2 separate regions of the Mus musculus genome follow, and region 2 is linked to region 1. A link is a contact called in public HiChIP or PLAC-seq data. All regions are on one chromosome and are shown on one strand. Each heading gives the region's core, a stretch centred on a gene start, on an enhancer-like site or on the middle of the called end of the contact. The rest is flanking DNA. Distances are from core to core; before and after follow the strand shown. Region 1 holds the start of Cd8b1 (CD8 antigen, beta chain 1). Region 2 holds the start of Rmnd5a (required for meiotic nuclear division 5 homolog A).

Region 1 (7,170 bases), core at 2,879-5,378:
TTGCCCATTGAAGCCCCGAGTGTGGATTTGAGCCACTGAACCCCACAAAAAAATGCTGAGGACAACTGCTTTTCTGCTACCTCAGAAACAATGAGCATGCGCCCAGACAGTGAGAGTCCGTATGTACTCAGGGTCCTGAATTTGCTGTCTTTGTCTCCATCAGAATCATCAGCACCCACCTTTGACTGACCTACCTGTTTTCATCTCATCTGATTCCCATCTAAAGAGGGAGAACAAATATACCACCTGCTGGGTGGGTGGAAGTATTAAGGGACCCAGCTGTATGTGACCCTCAAAGGTGTTTGGCCTGGGTGACTCTCAATGTATCTTTTCTATTAGTCCTAGCAGTGGTGTGATTAGTCATGGCTGCAGAGTGAGGCTCACTGAGAGTAGGCAGCTCCAGTGCCCGGTGTGAGAGTGTGTGTGTGCATATGTGTGCAATCACATGTGTATGTGTGCATGTGAGTGTACATCTGTATGAACAAGCATGTGTGTGTATGTGTGTGCGCACATGTGTGTACATGTGTGTGTGTGTGTGCTCATTCACAGCCTTGAGAACATTCTTACCCACAGTCAGCTTCGTCCCTGTCCCAAAGACCATCTTGGGGCTCCCAACCGTCGCGCAGAAGTAGAAGTCACTGTCCTCTGGCTTCACATTCATGATACTGAGAAAGGGCCGTCTTGAGTCTGAAGACTCAAGAATTATATTTCTTTTCTTGTCCACACTTTCACCATACAAAACTCCTTTGGAAGAACTCCAGGAGGCCAGGAACTCAAAGTACTTGTCCTTGGGGTCCTGGCGCTCCCGCAGCCAGTAGATGCTTGTTAACTTAGAGATGCTTTTAACCTCACAGGACATCTTTGCCGTATGGTTGGTTTGAACCAGCAGGGACGAAGGGGTCTGAATGAGGGCAGAGCTGCTCCAGAGAGCTACAAGAAACCAGAAGACATCAACCAGGCTGTTGCTATACACACACAATCTTAGCACTCTGTGGGTGGAAGTACAGGACCAGAACTTCAAGTTTGGTTGCCTAGTGAGTTCAAGGCCAGCCTGGGCTACTTGAGAACTTATCTTTAAAAAAAAAAAAAAAAAAAGAGGTGGGATTGGAGAGATGGCTCAGTGGTTAAGAGCATTGGCTGCTCTTCCAGAGGTCCTGAGTCCAATTCCCAGCAACCACTTGGTGACTCACACCCATCTATGATATGATCACATGCCCTCTTCTGGCATGTGGGTATACAAGCAGACAGAACACACAAAATAAATAAATCTTTCAAAGGTTTAAAAAAATAATTTTTAAGAAAGGAAAGAAGGCAGGCGGGAGGAGGGGAAGGAGGGAGGGAAGGAAGGAGGGAGGGTAGAGAGAGGAGGGCTTGTGAGGTGGCTCAGCAGGTAAAGGTGTTAGTACCAAGCCTGACCCCTGAGTTCAACCCCCTAGCACAGTGGTTTGTGTCACAATGAGTTCATGTCACAGGCAAACAGGAGTAATCTGCCTGGTGAAAGAGTCAGGGTATTAACAGCACTTGGTGTCTTTTGAACTCAGAACTCACAAACATTGACTGCAAGGCACGCAGTTCTCTGAGTGTGCCTTGACTGTGGCTTTTGGTTAACAACACACCTCTATGTGTGGCCCTTGGTATAAGCTATCTTGGCGGAGTCTCACACTGGTTCCAGGATTTTTAACACCCGCCCCCCCCTTACCCTGATGAGAAAACACTGGCATGAAGCTACCTCGTTTGGAATCTCACTGGATTCAATCCAAAGAGCCAAAGTCGAAAGCCAAAGCTAGTTGCCCACCTCGCCTGTGTAGGTAGCCCTTCAGGGGCTCTAAGCAGCTGGAAAAGTCCTAGGGCAAGCTGCGAGAGGAATTTGGAGTCACAAGCACAGCGTGGTTTAGACAGTCTGAGATGTCTGGACCAAGGGAAAGGAACTGACCCTGGGAGATCGTTACCCCCCAGTCCTGCAATGGGTCTATCACTGACTTCTCCCGCCTCCGGGCAGGGCGGTTATTACAGATGCAAGCTTAGAAGTTCATTTTGTCTTAGATGGGAAGACTGGGCAGGCAGAAGGAGTTGCAGACATGGCCATGAACATAGCCTTTGCCCTGTAGAAGCTGTGGGACCTCAGAAGTCACCAAGTTCTTGGTGGCCTGTGAAAGAAGGGCAGCTTGGCTTGCCACTACTGTCCTCCTTGCTGTTGACATTTGGAAAGGAAAGAAAGGAAGACAGACATGGAGGTGCACACTTAGTATCCTAACACTTGAGAAGCTGAGTCAGGAGGATTTCTTTGAGTTTGGGGCCAGCCTGGGCTACATAGTGAATTTCAGGGGAGAAAAAGAGACGTGAAATCATATGTAAACAGTGAAGAGCTCACACAGGTAATCGTAATCATATGCAGACACTGGAGGTCCCCGTGTGAGCACTCACACAGGTCAATTCTGCCGGCAAGTCGAAAGGTCTCAGGAGATAGATGTTCTAGGCACCAAGAGAAGTCTCAAGGAGGATCAGACCAAGTTTCTTTCGCATCTAAGACCAGGAGAGTGTCAACAAACCCATTTGATCTAGAAAGCCCTTTTTCTTTGGCTTGCAACAGAGGGCCACCCTGAAGATCATGGCCAAGATATAATGCCAAGGACAGGCATGGTTAAACAGAGGCCAGAGGAGGTGTGAGCCCAGAAGAAGCAGCTGCTTGGCATTAATCCCTGCCTATAATTGTGGCTCGGGCCTTCCCTGGAACTGATGTGATGAACGAATCCCGATTCCACCCTCAGACCACTCGGAGCCTCTGATCGCATGGAAAGAGTGACTACTCCCCTGTGGCTGAGGTGCTGCTCCATCTCCCTTCCCCGAGTTTCAGGCTACCATTTCTGTCCCATCGCAGCCATTTTTATTGCTTTGGGTTACTGGCCTCTTTGGAGAAGTCAATATGAAGTGATGATGTCCATATAGATCATCACAGTGTGTCAGGCACAGTGCATGCGTTGTCTGATTTAATCCTCACCAAATCCTATGCCGAGAGACTCATTTTACACGGGAGCAAACAGAGCTTGAGGGAAAGCTGAACTCAAGGTCCCACAGTCTGTGAAGTGGACTGGCACTCAAACCGGGGTCCTAGACTGGGGTGAATGAACTCCGAGCCTCCCAATCGAGGAGACCTATACTCAAAGTGGGGCCACAAATACCCAGATGGTAGGGGCCTTTCCAAAGAGCCCAGAGGACACACACAGCCAGGCTTTAGGTCACATACAGTCTCATTTAATCTGCTTGGTAGCCTAGGACTCCATTTTCAGAGGAACCTGGTATTTCTAGAACGATCAGAGGTAGCTTTAGTGGCCTGAAAGAATCTTGTTTCATTTCTTATTTTGACCAGTTTAGCTAACCTGTTCAGAGGCAGGGACTGGCCTCCCTTGTTTCCCTCAGTAGTTGGGGGCTCTAGGAGGTACCAGACCCGTGGATATTGGAAGTCTTCTTCTAAAAAGCAAAGTCTCTGGGTTGACCACAATGACAACCTTTAGGCCACATCTCTGTGCCAGCTCCAACATCCCAACTGCAGTGCCGCTACTTGGGGGCGGGGGCGGGGGGGAATGCTGCAGAGCACACTGGAGAGCCAGGGGGTCATAATGAGTATCCTGCCATAGTTGTCCAATTTTCTAGAAGCACTTTCCCGGAAGTAATAAGAGTACGTCTGTAGGGCCTCTGGGGACTTCACGGGGCACATCCCGGTAGGCACCCTGAACATTTCCCCTTCGGTTTTAGATCTCTCTCTTTCCTTTTCTTTCTTCCATTTTTCCTTCCTTCCCTTTTAGTTCAGGCTGTAGGACAGAGGTGACTTCTGCCCTGGGCGTCTCAGACCTCTCTGGGTAGTGAGAAGGAATCTCCATTCCGGGTTCAGGGTCTCTGCCTACCGGCCTCCCCTGTTCTCACAGCCCAGCGCCTGTCTATTCCTCCTGTTGCTGAGATACCAGGCCTAAGTTCCCTGCTCTAGTGCAGATTGGGGGTAGCCCCACTCTGGGTCTTACCTGCCAGCTTCATACTGAAGACCAGCCAGAGCCATGGCTGCATCTTGGCGCTTTTGGGGACACTGTTCCCCTCAGTGCTCTGTCAACTGAAAGGTAGGTTAGGAGCCAGCTTGGGCGGGTGGGGCACCAGGAACGTAAGTGAGCTAAGAGGGCGGGGCCACCAGGGCAGGGGCGGAATCGTGATGTGTGTGTGTGTGTGTGTGTGTGTGTGTGTGTGTGTGTGTGTGTGTGTGTGTGTATGGAGTGCCTTCATCTTCATCCTATACAGCATCAAAGCCTTGACTTTTCAAAGAGCCCACCAGGACTCTTGTTTTCTGGTGAGAGGAAGTGATAGATCTCAGACTCAGTCATGCCAAGGGGTTGCACCTGTGTGATGCCTCTTGCCCCAGGGGGGAGCTCGGGACAGAACCCTGATACCTTGGGACAACTGAGTCACAGAGGCCAGCATGCGCCAGGCCTCATGGTTTTGTGAAGCTTGGCCCTAATTCAGACACGTCTTTACATTCGTTCTTTCTGAGCAGCTGGAGGAGGGGTTCATCTTGGTTTGAGGACACAGTCCATTGTGGTAGGGAACACGTGGTGGCAGGAGACAGAGGCTTTACGTGTGTGTGTGTGTGTGTGTGTGTGTGTGTGTGTGTGTGTGTGTCTCAGCAAGGAAAACAGTTATGAAGACCTCCCAGTTCAGAGTCCAGCTGGCCCTGGAGTGATGGAGATCCCTTGTAAGGGAGGAAGGGAAGTTAGCCAACACAGAGAGAAAGGAGGGAGAGAGGCAAGCTGGGGTGCCACAGAGGGGCTCAGACCTTGCCTGAAAGTGAGGCAAAGCCAAACCTGGACCTAGAGCCCTACGGACTGGGGTGTCTGTATGTCTCCCCTCCCCTGCCCTGCCTTACAGTGCTGTATGCCCTGAGGCTTCTTCATCAGTTTTGAGATCAAAGCCCCATCAAGAACCCATGAAGAACGGGGAGGCCTGTGGAGGCTGGCAGAGGTGAGTTGAGAGAGCTGCTGTCCAGGGAAACTGGATCCTTGGTGATCTGTCTGCTGGCGAGAGGGAGGCTGGGAAGGGCTGTGGGGGACATCCACCACAGAAGAAGAGCTAAGCGTGCATCAGGTAACCGCAGGACTTGGAAGGGAGACAAGTGGGCTAAAACAAGTTTGGGGCCAGCCTGGTATACACAGTGAGTTCAAGGCAACAGGGCTTCATAGAGAGATCCTATCAAAAATCCATCCCAGTGGATTTCTGAGTTCGAGGCCAGCTTGATCTACAGAGTGAGTTCCAGGACAGCCAGGGCTACACAGAGAAGCCCTGCCTCAAAAAGAAAAAAAAAAAAAGATTGCGAGTGTCATCTAGGCCGGAGTGTCATCTAGGCCGGCCCTGCAGCCAAGCACATTGTGCGCTTGAGTTTCAGAAGAGTGAATGGGGTAACCAGTGGTGGCTAAAGCTGGCAGTGGGGTCGAGACACAGGCCCCTCAGTGTCCAAATCCTTATTCTTTCCATCCGACTCCCTCCAGTTCCTGGTGACAGGGGCAAAAGCTGAGGCTTTTGAGTCCAGAGATTCTGGAGACAAAGAAGGAAACGGTCATGTCCTAAGCGCTGCCCTTGTAGTCCGGCTGGTCTCCACCATACCTCTTATCTGTTCCCAGGAGAATCTGCTAAGGGCCAGATGTACACAGCATAGGTAGTCCTAGGAAAACCACACAGTAGTAGCTCTCAAAATCAACGTAAAACGCACAGATCACAAAGTGGTCCAAGAGAGGTCACAGTATGTCTGCCGAGGAATGGATGGTATGATCGCTCCCCATCTTCCGCGTGTGCCAAAACCTGGTAACTGCTCTTTTTGTTGAATGTAGTTATTCCTCAGAGATGGAACTGTTCAACATATGTCCTTAGTAAATAGCCTCTGTGGGTTTTGGAGCAGGGGTTTTAGGCCCAGGATGACTCTCAACTCTTGATCCCCCTGCCGCTACCCCTCCAGGACTTCTTAACCCTTTCCTGCTTGTGATCCCTTCCTACCCCTCAAACTTTCCCACATCCCCAGGTATAGGCCTATGGAACACTTGTACAAAGCAATCGTTTACTGATAACTAATCGTAAACAAATCTGTTTTATTCTACTTTTTTTTAATGCTTTTAGAGCTTTATTGTAGAAAGGCAGGGAGAAAGAGAGAAGGTAGAAAGAGGGAGAGAAGCCGGCCGTGGCCACGTAGAGAGAGGGGGGAAGAAAGAGAGAGAAGGAGGGCTAGAGAGGAGAGTAAGAAAGATGAAAGCTTAAAGACTTATTCTACTTTTTTTTTAATTATTTATTTATTTATTTATTTATTTAGCCTTGGGTTGCTCTGTGTGTACTCTTTGGTTGATGGTTTCGTCCCTGGGAGCTCTGGAGGAGGTTCTGGTTGGTTGATATTGTTCTTCCTATGAGGTTGCAAACCCCTTCAGCTCCTTCAGTCCTTCTCCTAACTCCTCCATTGGGGTCCCCTTGCTCAGTCCAATGGTTGGCTGCAAGCACACACACACACACACACACGCACACGCACACGCACACGCGCGTGCACATGTTGTGATTCTCATGTGTAGGTCAGAAGACAGGAGTGTGGATCAGTTCTAGCCTGCACCTTTAGTGGGTTAGGGAGATGGCACTCAGGACTTCAGGCTTATGCTGATCAATCTACTTCTGCCATGATTTTGTAACATACTCCTCTTGCTAGGGTAGACAGGAAAACACTAAAAGAAAACTATTGCATCAGTCCCATGCTTTGTTATTACTTTGTAATGTTCCTGCCTTCATTTAATCGTCTCCAATCAGCCAGGCCAGAAATAGTCAATGGCTCCTTTTCTGTTCTCTCTTTTTGTTTCCTTTTTTTTTTTTTTGAGACAGGGTTTTATGTAGCCTGATCTGTCTTCTTCTTCTTTTTTTTTATTTCATTTATTTATTATTCATTTATTTCATCTTCTTTTTTTTTATTTCATTTACATTTTCAATGCTATCCCAAAAGTCCCACACACACTCCCCCACTCACTTCCACTTCTTGGCCTTGGCGTTCCCCTGTACTGAGGCATATAAAGTTTGCACGACCAATGGGCCTCTCTTTCCACTGATGGCCGACTAGGCCATCTTCTGATTCATATGCAGCTAGAGACAAGAGCTCCAGGGGGGTAC
Region 2 (7,170 bases), core at 3,462-5,961, 120 kb before region 1:
GAATCCAGCTTGGGATACTCCAGATTCTTTCTCAACAATAAAATGGAGTAGTAAATGCGATGCAATCTCTCCTTGGTAAAAATGCAAGTGGCGGCGTTCCTATAGGAATAACTAGGGAAATCCATCCCAAAGCCGAGCTTCTAAATCCCCATCCCAGGTCTTGGAGTTTCCAAGGATTTTTGTTTTCTACTTTTCTTAAAATTAATGTTTTTTTGATCAAAAGATAAAAAGCTTCCCCTTCCATATTAATTAATTGCCTTGTTGCTGCAACCAAGTGTTGACCAAAGCAATTCAGGGAAGGGTGTATTTTGGCTCAAAAATGAAAGGAGCAGCTATGTGGTAGGAGTAAAGTCATGGCAGGCAGCAGAAGTGTGAGGTGTCACATTGCAGCCACAGTCCAGAGGCAGAGAGACAGTGCTATGTTGCTCAGCCAGTGTTTCCTCTTTTTTCAGTCTGGGGCACAGCTCATGGTATAGTGCCAGCTTACCTTGGGGGCAGATATGTCGTCCCATATCAAATAACCTAATCTAGAGACTCTCTTACAGGTATTCTTAGAGGCTCCTAGTGATTCTAGTTCTCATCAAATTGGCAGTTAATATTATCCACCACATGCCGTTTCTTTTATTTAGCCTGGTTCAGGATAAAATGCGGGGTCTTAGGCATGCACAGGATCTCCGAGCTCTTCTCTACTTTTTAGTTAATGTTTATTTACATCCCACAGTGTCAAATTTAGAGTAGAGGGGAGGACCAGAGCAGATTCCGGAATAACTAACTGCAAAGAAAAGGTTCTCTGCGCTGAACAGAACACAGTCGCAAGGAGTCCATTCAACACCACACAGGACTTTCCTTGTGTGTATAAATTTCTCGTTGTGGTTCTAAAAAATGCAAAAATCATAGAGATATTATTTGTGGCTGGTCTGGAGACTGAGTGACCCTCCCATATCTGTTCATCGCTGTGACAAACTGCTTACAGAAACAACTTAAAAGGGGAAGAGGTTTACCCTGCTGATGGTTTGAGAGGAGTCCATCCAGATTCGTGAACCCAGGAAGAACACAGCTGTGGCAGAAGCCTGGCATGGAGAAGGATCTTCACTTCACAGTAGGCGAAAATCCGAGATCAAGGGAGGGACTGGGAACCAGCAGTAACTTTCCAAGATTCACCCACACGACCTACTTCTTCCAATGAAGCTACCCATCCTACAGTTTCCAGAAATTTTAATTTAATTTAAGTAGCTACATATACTTTGTATATCTGTGCAGGCGCAGGTGTTACCAATAAATACAATTTGTCCTGTTATTGGAAGAGAAAAATCTGAATTCCCAACTACTGAGACCAGATAGGGATCAGGTGATCATACACGAGCCCACAGGGAACGTTTCACACTCAAACCTATCCTTTTTTAAAGTTTCATCTTACTTAATTTTTTAAGTCTTTACACTCAGCCATCTAAGTTCAGTGCCTTGAGAGGGGATCAGATCCCCTGGAACTGAAGTTACAGATTGCTGGCTTTGAACTAAAACCAAGTCCTCCTGAGGAGTAGCAAGGATTTTTACCCCCCAGACCATCTCTCCAGTCCCTCCAATACTTCTTGCTTCTAACGATCCTTCTTTGAGAACCCAGCATTTGGGATTAACACAGTTATGGACTGTGTGAGAAGACCCATCCCAAAAGGGGACAGAAAAGTCTCTGATTTTCCAAGCACTAGTGTATCTCTGAAGCTTCTCACCTAACTTCCTGCTTTCCTTCAACGTACACTTGAGAGCACCTTTTCTGTTTAAGTCAAAGAGAAGGAAAAGAAGTCAGCTCTGATCTAGGAACTACCAATGTAGTTAAGTGAATGTCTCAGTGAGGGTTTTCATTGCTGTGATAAAGCACCACAAACAAAAGCAACGTGAGAGAAAAGGGTTTATTTCTGATTATAACACTCCATCGGGAAGTCAGGACAGGAATCAAGACAGGAACGTGAGGCAGGATCTGAAGCAGAGGCCATTGAGGAGTGTTGCTTATTGACTTGCTCAGCTTACTTTCTTAGACAACCTAGAATCACCTGTCTAGAGGTGACACACACTCTCTGTGAGCTGGTCTTTCCAGAGAATAGTTATTAGCCTTGCTTACAGGTGGCCTGACAGACAGAGTTTTTCTCAGTTGAGGTTCCTTTTTGTAAATAACTAATATTGCCAAGTTGACAATAGATTAGCCAGGCCAACACACAAGGTGTAGTCAACTAGATACTAAACTATGGGGCATGTCCATGTTGCATGAAGTCCTAGTAATTTTACTGTGGTCATGGTCTCAATCAGCACTATTAGACCTCTCACCATGGAGGGAGATATCCTGATTAGTCACCGTAGCTTACTGAGAATCTGAAATGTGGTTAGTACACTTAAGGAACTGAATTTTTGATTTCACATGAATTTTAAGTAGCTACCTGGGATTGGTACTTTGTGTATCTGTGCAGACTCAGGTGTTATCAATAGATAGAATTTGTCCTGTTGCTGGAAGAGAAAAATCTGAAAGCTTATGATAAGTAATCAGCATGGGGCTTGGCATGAATGAGCCGTGCTCGGCTCACACTGAGAGTAACAGTGCTGGGTAGTAGGATGGGGCTGTGACAGGTCACACTGGGCATCATGCAGCTCACTGGATTTGAAACTGCAGTTAGTGAAGAGTCATTACTTCTGATTGGTAGCTAAGAATAGCTCTTACAGCCGGGCGTGGTGGCGCACACCTTTAATCCCAGCACTTGGGAGGCAGAGGCAGTCGGATTTCTGAGTTCGAGGCCAGCCTGGTCTACAGAGTGAGTTCCAGGACAGCCAGGGCTACACAGAGAAACCCTGTCTCGAAAAAAAAAAAAAAAAAAAAAGAAAGAAAAAGAAAAAGAATAGCTCTTACATGCGCCAGGCATTATGTTGAAGGTCTTACATGGATTATCTCATTTATTTAGTTATTCAAACAACTTCTAGGAAAAAAAAGGGGAAGAAGAGAGAGAGAGAGAGAGAGAGAGAGAGAGAGAGAGAGAGAGAGAGAGAGAGTGTGGGTGTGACTGAAACTATCAAGGAGATCCTTGGTTCAAGGGGAAGAACAAGGTTTGTCTGTGCAGTGTGGCAGCTAAAGAAGGAAACAGCTTCAGAGGGGTCAAGTGAAGGTTGCTAAGTCAGGTCCACTCCATCCCCAAGCAGGAAGAACTAAAGTACAGCCAGGCAAGGACGCTCTAGACAGCAGTAAGATGATGCCAGGCACCCTCGGGCTTGTTTTACAAAGGAAGAGGGCCCTTTCTTCTTTTGGATGCCTGAGTATTTTCACAAAATGGATGGTAGCTAGAAAACCTTTTGAGGAGAATGGCAAGATTGATGGAGCTAAAAGGTTTTTTATTTTCGAGAAGTAGGAATCAGGGCCATCTGCCAAGAAAGAGGACTAAAAGCAAATGGCGTGATGAGGGACAGAAAGGAGCCCTGAAATACCATCAGCTGAACTTCCAAATATCCAGGACCACTAAAGGCCATCATATATAACCACCCGCCCACTAGCTGCCACATTATAAAAACGGAAATTGAACTTTAAAAAGGTTACCACCTGAATTAAAGGAAAAGAAAGACTGTCCACCAGGGTGCTGGCTGTGTTCTAGAAACAAACAGGCCACAACAAAAGGGGTTACCCTTCATAGTATTACTTAAGTGGTGCAACCAAAACAAGCAAAACTCCAAACAATTATTATTTTAGACTTTGACAAGTGATGTGTGAGAGAAAAAAAAAATTGTGCTGTAAGAGATACAATGAATTGATGGAGAAAATTCGGGGAGGCAGAGGTGATACAACCATGGTGGAAGTAGGAATGCTATGAGCAGGCAAGCAAGCTGGCAACTGCAGGCCCAGGAAGGCGGACTCTCCCAGGCCCAGGCTGTGAGGCAGGGACTTGACGAAAAGCTAGTAGGGTAGAAGCCTGGTGAGCAAGAGGGCACAGGCCAAGGCCAGAACCCCGTGGTAAACCAGGGCAAAAGCCCTACGCCAAGGTAAGGGCAAGGAGCAAGGGCCAGGTTGCTCAGCTCGCCCACGCGTGTTCGTGACCGCCGCCAAGATGCCCAGCACGTGGACAAGGCGACAGGGAAGGCCACTTGCAGGCCGAGGGGCGTCAAGAACGAGCCAACGCTGGGCGCGGGCCATCCCTCTAAGAGCTACCACCTTCCATCGGGTTAGTGACCCCGCCCGGGCCCTCCGCCACTAGGCGGCCAGACAGACATCCTTTGGCCCCGGAGGTGGGCCTCTCAGTCGAAACTCCGGCCAAAATTCCATGCGGAGAAAACACAAATTGCAATCAGGGCGAAATCCTGGAGAAAACAGCCCCGTTAATTGCTGTCATGTTTCCCCTCGCGGCTTCCCAGTAGAAGCGCCAAGCTCCGCTCTTCAAGCCAACCCCCCTCCAACAGCGAGCGCATTGGTTTGGCTCCTCAGTCTGGATTGGCTGAAGTTTTACGCCTCGGCCCAGGATTGGAGGATGTTTGTCTCGCTCCTAACCCCCGCGTCGATTGGTCACTCTTCTGCTTCTGGGCGGAGCATCCGGGGACGGTTTCCACCCTCTTGTTTACCGGCCGCGTAGTTGACGCTATCGCTAAAGTTCCCTGTTCAGCTGCGCGGGCCAATTGCGTCGCTCGCCCCGCCCTCGCCCCGCCCTCGCCGCGCTCCCTCACGGCCTCCCGCGTGGTACGGCCCACACCTTCAGAACGCCCGCGCGCCCTCCGCCCGTGCTCGCCCGCTGCTTCCCCCTGACCCCTCGCCGAGTCCGCGATTGGTACGGCCCGCGCCGCCTCCTCCGCTCGTGAGGGAGGCTCGACCCCCTCCCGGGCCGCGGCTATTGGTGCCGCCCGGGAGAACCAGGTCATCGGCCGGTTCCCGTGAAAACAAAAACAATCGGCGGCGCCGCCGAGGGGCGGCCGAACGCGGCGAGCCAGGGGGGCCCGGGGCGAGACGCGGCGCCGGGTAGGGCGGGCGAGCGAGCGCGAGCGGCGGGGCCGGGGCGCCATGGGGCGGGAGGGCACAGGCTGCGCGGGGCTCCCCCGGCGCCGCGGCTAGCGCGCCCGTCTTGCCTTCGCCTCCCGCGCCGCCCGCTCGCCGCCTTGGGGGAGGAGGAGCAGGACGCGGCCTCGGTGGGGCCCGGGCCGAACCACTGCGGACCCCCGGGCGCCGGGGAGCCGAGCGCCGCGGTCTCCGGCATGGATCAGTGCGTGACGGTGGAGCGCGAGCTGGAGAAGGTGCTGCACAAGTTCTCGGGCTACGGGCAGCTGTGCGAGCGGGGCCTGGAGGAGCTCATCGACTACACCGGCGGCCTCAAGCACGAGATCCTGCAGAGCCACGGTGAGGGCGGGCGCGTGGGCGCGCGGGGGTCGGGGCCCTGCGCTGCGTCTGCTGGTCCCCAGGCCGCGGCGACCCGCCCGGAAACGCGGTGGCCTGGGGCGGGGCTGGGGGTCTTGCGGGGTCCTGCGGGCCGCAGGTGTGCGAGTGATAACGAGGGTCTGCGCAGGACTTTGTCTAGTTTTCGGCCTCGCAGACTTTTCTCCCTGATGGTTCTTAGTTTAACGTTCTTAGCTGTGGGTTGGTTTCTACATCATCGGCTGCTGCAACTTCAGAGTTGGACTGATGTGGGCAGGCAGTTCTTCTAAACTCTTCCTAGGAAGCCGGCCGATTTAAACCATTCAGCGTCCCTGCTGTAGCCTCTGTACAGTCCGACCGGGCAGATGTCGAGTTGCTAGTTACTTACCTAGTCCAGTTTGTACTTGTTAATAATCCTTTCAGAAAACAGCTTTTCCGTAGAAGGTGTTTTGCCTACGTTATTTCATCAGTGGCCCTACGTCTTGTACCACAGATGCCAAGGCTAACTCTGAGAAAGAGTTTTGTGTTTTAAAAATAACACTAAAGGTCTGGTACCTTGGAGCCACAATGCTGACTCTTTCTGAATGAGAGATAAAGGACTTGTAATATTATGGATTTACTCAAGAGTCCGGGCCCTTGTCAGTTTTGTGGGCTGAACAGAAATTAAAGGGATATTTATTAGTCAGGGAGAAATGAGGATGTAGCAGGTGAGATTAAGGCAGTGTTAGCCCTGCCTCTCCTCTCCTTTCCTCTACACCTTTATTTCCCAAACACTTCAGTTGTGGGTGACTGCTCCTCCCTGGTAAAGGAGTCTGACAACTTCTGACACAGCTGTCACTTTGGAACGCTGTATAAATATATGCAAAACATGTTGATGGCTTCATGCGAAAAGATTATTTGACTGAATTGATGGTGATGGTATACTTGATGCTAACAGAATAAGGTGGGGTGTGAGAAAATCTGTTGAATTTTGACTCATGAGATTAAAGGGTTTGAATATATGTGAGGTGTATATATAATATATATATATATATATTACATATATACATACACACATATATGGATAGATATAGATATTCTTGGAATATATGTGAGCTAAAATTGGTTGTTTTCTTTTGCTTGTGGTGTTTTGAGGTAAAATCTCTCTGTGTGGCCCAAGCCAGCTTTGAATTTATAATCTTGTCTTCATCTTTCTAGTGTTGGGATTCCCAGTGTGCCCCTCTGTGTTTTCAGATATTTCTAGAAGGACAGTGGAGATCATAGGATGTGAGATGAAAGATCTTAGGCTCTAAACACAACCAAAGTAGAGCAGAAATGAAAAGGGCAGAAAAGGATAAAAAGAGAGCTGCTTAGCTGGTACTTGACATTTTGTGGACAAACCAGATTATTTCAGGCTAAGAAAAAAATAGTGCATACCGAAGTAGAAGGCAGTCAATCCAAGGTGGTCCTAGCTCAGGGCTTAAAGACACCGAACACCCCCCTTTCCCAGAGGACATCTTTGTCTTTTGACCGAAAAGGAGAAAGCCAGTAGGGGACGAGAATGAACATAGGGCCTACACCTGGAGAGGCAGAAGGAATACTCCCTTTTGGGGGACCAGGTCAGAGATTGAGGGGTTGCTTGAGAGAGAAAAGATAGAGAACAGAGTCCTTTCCAGAAGAGTGATTATGGAAGAGGAGAAGTGGTGGTGAGGTTTGTTTTAGGGAAGTTGCAGTCAGTTCCAGATGGTTAAAATGATTGTAAAAATTGCCAGGTCAGGGATTTTAGGCCTCTTTGCTAGTAAGGGAATGTTTCACAAAGCCTGTGG

What was found. HiChIP or PLAC-seq counts read pairs in DNA pulled down with a chosen protein or histone mark.
Region 2: a contact with region 1 is called in an H3K27ac HiChIP or PLAC-seq map of double positive thymocytes, with 3 times the contacts expected there. The contact joins the promoter of Rmnd5a here to the promoter of Cd8b1 in region 1. A contact is called at or near these places in 1 of 484 Hi-C or Micro-C datasets (CD8 T cells), 4 of 115 datasets of contacts at active chromatin or transcription factors (CD8 T cells, double positive thymocytes and embryonic stem cells) and 2 of 9 other capture datasets (adipose tissue and embryonic stem cells).

What each region holds. Positions count from the first base shown.
Region 1 is chr6:71,319,746-71,326,915 of GRCm38.p6, reverse strand. Cd8b1 (CD8 antigen, beta chain 1) reads right to left here and starts at 4,128. Exons shown (of 6, transcript NM_009858.3): 1 at 4,017-4,128; 2 at 568-930. The coding sequence starts at 4,059. It overlaps Gm38828 (a long non-coding RNA gene), which reads left to right and starts at 4,259. Exons shown (of 3, transcript XR_869170.3): 1 at 4,259-4,581; 2 at 4,909-5,001.
Region 2 is chr6:71,438,178-71,445,347 of GRCm38.p6, reverse strand. It overlaps Rmnd5a (required for meiotic nuclear division 5 homolog A), which reads left to right and starts at 4,711. Exons shown (of 9, transcript NM_024288.2): 1 at 4,711-5,350. The coding sequence starts at 5,209.